2 separate regions of the Sus scrofa genome follow, and region 1 is linked to region 2. A link is a contact called in public Hi-C data. All regions are on one chromosome and are shown on one strand. The core of a region is the stretch at or near the end of the contact, and the rest is flanking DNA. Distances in the headings are between cores, read along the strand shown.

What was found. A called contact is a pair of places that touch in the nucleus more often than the background predicts.
Region 1: a contact with region 2 is called in a Hi-C map of embryonic fibroblasts, with 1.8 times the contacts expected there. The contact joins the promoter of DSEL here to the enhancer-like site in region 2. A contact is called at or near these places in 5 of 47 Hi-C or Micro-C datasets (adipocytes, embryonic fibroblasts and fibroblasts).

What each region holds. Positions count from the first base shown.
Region 1 is chr1:154,917,978-154,920,677 of Sscrofa11.1, reverse strand. DSEL (dermatan-sulfate epimerase-like protein) reads right to left here and starts at 1,346. Exons shown (of 3, transcript XM_021099387.1): 1 at 987-1,346; 2 at 1-169. It overlaps LOC110261617 (a long non-coding RNA gene), which reads left to right and starts at 1,607. Exons shown (of 3, transcript XR_002345981.1): 1 at 1,607-1,713.
Region 2 is chr1:154,847,693-154,850,392 of Sscrofa11.1, reverse strand. All of the region lies in intron 2 of LOC110261617 (a long non-coding RNA gene), which reads left to right. Among named protein-coding and RNA genes, the nearest start is that of DSEL, 70 kb to the left of the region's middle. Within about 2 kb of position 1,317, at least 3 of the 83 cell types and tissues checked have an H3K27ac peak or open chromatin away from gene starts, as enhancers often do. A contact at or near this core is called in embryonic fibroblasts, where this site is marked.

The DNA of each region.
Region 1 (2,700 bases), core at 97-2,596, 70 kb before region 2:
TTCCTGTCTTCGTTTATCAGCTTCATCAGTATGACTAGGAAAATCTCATCTCTTCAGCCACCTAGGTACTTCTCTTCCAATCATGAAGTAACCACCAACTGGGAAAGAAAACTCCCCTTTCACCAACAGTGAGGTCTCCTTTCTGCTCCTTTTTCATGACACTCTTTTTCTGGAGGAAAAACAAAACAAATTCTCTGAAGCTACTGGTAGGCTGGGAATGGACAAAAACGGAAGATTTAAATGCTCTACCATCCCTTCATAGAAATTTTAGAATCACAATAAAATCTGTTATTAAGTACAATCTAAGTTTGACCAAATGATTCTTTTTTCTTCTTATACTTTTCAATGCACACATTAGGATAACAATGAATAGTGGCAGAAGACAAGCGCTACAAGACAGAACTTACCCCGGAGTATTTAACTGTGTGGCTTGCTTTTAGTCTTGTAAAATGTTTTTAATTCAAGTGCAGTTAATACAAGGTGAGTCCTGCTGTCATTCTTGTTTGGATCATGAAGGACTCAGAGACAAAAAGCGAAAGTTGAAAGGACCATTTTGATTCAGTTCGAGGGTTTAGGTTTCAAGGGATCAGAAGGTGTCTTTGCAAGGGGAACTACCAAGAACAGGCACTTTTCTCCAAGGAGAAGTCATGACAACGTGTGGGAGCTCTGCTCCAATCTCTCTCGCCTGTGCCTCGTTTTACATCCTTACAAGAAGCCACCAGAGGGAGCTCAGACCCAGACTTAAGGAGCGGCTTCGCAGCTGCCCGTCTTGGCTTCTGAAGAACCTAAGCAAGTTTCAGTCTTGGACAAGTCTCCTCTCTGTGGGAAACATTAACGCTAGGAGTTTCCTGATCCGCCCTGCCTGCCTGTTGCATTTTTTTTTATTCGCTTCCTACGAACAGGCCAACTCTATCCCCCGCTCCCCATCCCCGACCTCCGGCTGTGGATTGGGGACAAGAGACCCCTAAATGGCCGAGTCTGCTTACCTTGGTAGGTCTGGATGGGGTCTCCCGGCAGCGGTGGGCCCCAACGAGACGGAGGCGGAGAGTTCGAGAAAACTGCTCTGCACAAGGAAACGGGCCGCTTGGTCCCCGGCAGGGCTCCCCGCGCCCCCTGCCCGGCACCCCCAGCGCTCCAACAGGCTGTGGCCCCGCGCTCGTCTCCCGCCCGGCACTGGACACGCCCGCTCTCGGGAAACGCCGGACGCCCCCGGGCAGCCCCGGACCGCAGAAGGCAGATGCGCGCGCCGTGGGCGCTCTCGGGGGACGCAGTGTCCAGCGGAGCGCTGGCGTCCCCAGGTCCCAATGCCGCCGCGGCCGCCGCTCCTCAGTGCCAGCTCCGGCGGCGCGGCCCGGAGAGGGCGAGAGACGGCGACGCGGGCAGGGGGCGGGGCGGGAACGAAACGAGGGCGGGGCAGGGGCGGGGCCTCTGGGCCTGGGAGGGCGAGGGACCGCGAGTCGGGCTGTGGGCGGGGCGGGAAAAGATGGGGCGTGGCCTCAGGGCCTCGGGCCTCCGGGAGAGCGAGAGCAGGAGATCTGGGGTGCAGGTTGTGGGGCGGGGCTGGAGAGAGGCGGGGCAGGGGGGTGGGGCCAGCGGCCCCCCCGCCCCCGAGATCCGAACCGGAGGAGTCTCTTAAGCTTGCGTGTTCCCGGCTGCAGTGGCTGCCTTGCGGTATGGGACGAGCGGGGCCCGAGCGGGCGGAAATTTGAGAGTGTGAGTGTCTGAAGACTTCTCCCGGCTGGCGGGAGGTCTCTGCTGATATTTCCCCTTTGGTTGTAAGGAAAGGACGATCAAACAGGGCTCGGAGGGAGAGGGAGATGAGAGAATGTTCTGGGTAGGATTAGAACTGTTGGGAGAAGCGGGCCGGGCAGGATGACGCTGTGGGATATCGGGAAGCACCCTTTAGGAACGACTGAGCAGTGAATGAATGTGAGTCAGCCTGGCTGAGGTTGGTGTCATTTAGAAATGCAAAATCAATGTACCAGATTAATATGACACTGACCTCCAGAGCACAGATACTAAAAATCAGAGGAAAACAAAAAAGACTAATCACCTTTATTGATTGAAATAAGTTCTCCAGCGGTATAAATATGGAAAATATGGGACAAACAGATGAAAGGAATCTCTTTCTTATTAAAGAAATGGAACCTGGAATTAAGACCCACAGGCATCGAAGAAAGTGTGGCTCAGGTACCATCATATGTGTGTGCAATTCCAGACTTTGGTACTCGTAGAGCAGCGGTGACTCCTATGTTACCGGACATAGGGAACTTCTCAGACATCTGAGATTACATTTCAGCAGGAGTCAACCTAAGGTTTGCCCTCTACCATCACAGATAACTTAGTAATAATAGGAAAACTGTGAAATATCAATTGTTTCAAATGAACAACCCCTCCCCAGTTGGGAATTGATGACACCTTCAGTTTCCTCCTATTCCATCCCATTTTGGTAAAATGAACAGATGTGCCTATTAAAAAGTGAGTGCCTTAGATCACTTAGTGGTAAAACCAAGCAGTAGATGTTGCTGGCAGAATAAATTTCAAAATAATTCACCTGGGAGGTGAAATGTGGCCTCTATCTCCTCATCGGTCTTCTCTTTTATCTCCTTGGGGACCCTCCTCCAGTCCAAATAGCCAAACTGGCTTTTGTTTTGGTGCTTTCATAACTATGCTTATCCTGTTCCTTCCTGCATAGCATTC
Region 2 (2,700 bases), core at 68-2,567:
TTTCTGAGAAGGGCACCAAAGGTTGTATTTTATACTTCCAAATGAAACAATTCTTGGTACGCAGCATGAAAATGTGTGAAAATTAGTAGTAAGCATTCAGTATGTAAATGGTTTTGATTGTGAGTTTTTACACATTTAGGATACAAAATATGGATGTCTTTAGCCACCAAACCAACTGTGGCTACAGTGGGAAAGCTGATTGCAGGAGTTTGAGTATGGAAAATCCTGAGAATAGAATGGTTCTGTGGGACATGAAAAAGTCACAAGGCAATCACTACCTCAGACAGAAGTGGGGGTGGTACAGGAAACCCTGAAAGAGGAGGAAGGATGGTGTGACAGGAGCCAGACAGCCCTTTTACCTTCTCCTCCACATTCCATAACACAGGCCTCTTACCTCCTCATTCAAGAGCCACATATGGATGGGCAGACATGTGTGGTTGTGTGATGTTATGTGAGTTGTAATGTACCTGGTGGGCAAGGGATTTCTTCCTACACCCCTCTCCCTAGAAGTTATTAATAATCAATTAAATGTTAGTGTCTTTTAGGCCAAATTCAAAGAGAAGTTTCGAGGACTTACTCAAAACATCATGAAATTGAGCTCATGGCAATCTCAAAATAGCTTACATGTGAGCTTTTTATTTTGACTCTGTTTTCCACTAAAATTCATACAAGGAAAAAGACATAAAAATGTTTGTGGTTTTTCTGAATGGAAATACCACCAGGGAATGATCTCAGTTATGGAAGAATCTACTCTAAAATTCTGGAAAACACATAAAAATCATTTTTCCTTGTTTTGCTTTTTTTTTCCTGTAAAGACAGGAGGGGCAGTGAAAATTTTCAAAGGGATTCAGTAATGAAAGTCTGTATTCTTAGTAGACTGAAAATTATCCTGTCTTTCTATAAGACTTTTCTATAAAGGTGGCTGAGCCCTATACCATTAAGGATAATTTTTTTAAAATCCTCTTGTAAATTCCTCAGTATTAAACTATGCTCATATAACCTTCAAATCTCTTCTATAAACAATTCTTGATGAGTAACAATTCCCAAAAATTATCTGTTAGTAATTCCTTACCCTAAATATCATTCACTTTGAGAGCTTTGGTGAGTGAGAGAGAGAGAAAGAGGCATTGTGTTCACATCGTGTTCATGTTTACATGTATGTGAGAAAGGGAAGGAAAACTGACCTTTTCACATTGAAGAAATGTTTCTCTTTCATCATTCCAGTAATAGTGAAAAGTTTCATAGTAAGATGATGCAGGACTGAGTCAACCTGAGATGTTTGGTTTTGCATATCTTCCATGGCTTCTCCTGGGCAAGCAGCCACCCTGGTGTTTCTCTGGGGCCATGACACACTACTGCAGAACTACCATGTGACCTTTATCCTCTTAGTTTCCAGGGCATATACCACATTCCCACCAACAAAGGGGTAACCGCTCTTTGATATTAACAATGAGATATCATGCATGCACAGATACATCAACAGTTTTCTGGATAGCTCAGGTACCCTCATAGGTCATAGAATTAAAACATCATGAATCAAGAGAAACTGCTTTTGTCTCAGTAGCCTAGGAAAAAATTATACATAGCCTGCCATCTTCTACCAAAAAGGCAAAGAAGAGTTTGAATTATCAGTTAAAACATCTAGAATGGACTTTATTTTTAGAAATACCCAATGGTCCATTCTTAAAACCCTTGATATTTGATTTAATCACAGTGTTTTAAATAAAGAGGCAAGCTTTTACTAAGAGGACCCATTGATGCATATTTATATACATATATTTTTGTAACACATGCCCAAATCTCCTCTTGTTTCTGTCACTTTGCAAAACAATGATGATAACCATGATTGATGTTATTCCCAGAAGAGAAGATATTTACAAGAGTTTGGGTGTCAGGATCTCCAACAACACAACTACTCAGCAGCGTATCCAGTACCTCACTGTGAGGGGAATATGTGACCATTGGCAGACCCACAAGCTGGACCAAAACATTTTACTCAGTTCTTGACCCTCCCCAGCCCCATCCTTGGGATGTACTTTCCACCTACAATTCCTCTGTTAGCAACTGTTTCAAGTACGAGTATCCATGAGGATGTGGTTTCTATCCCTGGCCTTACTCAGTGGGTTAAGGATCTGGCGTTGCTATGATCTGTGTTATAGGTCACAGACGCGGCTTGGATGGATCCCATGTTGCTGTGGCTGTGGTGTGGGCTGGCAGCTGCAGCTCTGATTTGACCCCTAGCCTAAGAACTTCCATATGCTTCAGGTGTGGCCCTAAAAAGCAAAAAAAAACAAAAAAAACCCTGCCACCTACCAATCTGGAGTGATGGGCCTTTTCAGTCTCTCCTTCCCTCCATGTACAGTGGCCAGTTTCAGATTTCACCCAGGAAAATGCAGGCCCTGTACAGCATGTAGATCCTCCAAATGCCCCCTCCCCATCCCTGGGGTAGCCCCTGCAGCCTGTAGAGAGGGAGTGGGGGATGTTCCCTCTGATGTTTGTGTGCAGATGAGTGTGGTTGAGACCCGCATGGAGTGCAGCCTCTGTCCAGCCCCACAGTGATTCTATCTGTGTGGGAGTGAAGGACCTGAAGCAGCCAGTGGGCTGAACTCAGCATTTGGCTGGTACTTACTTTTGGGCCCTGGCCATTAACCCTTTACACTGACTGCTGGGCTAGTCTAAGGGGACTGACCCTGTAGCTTG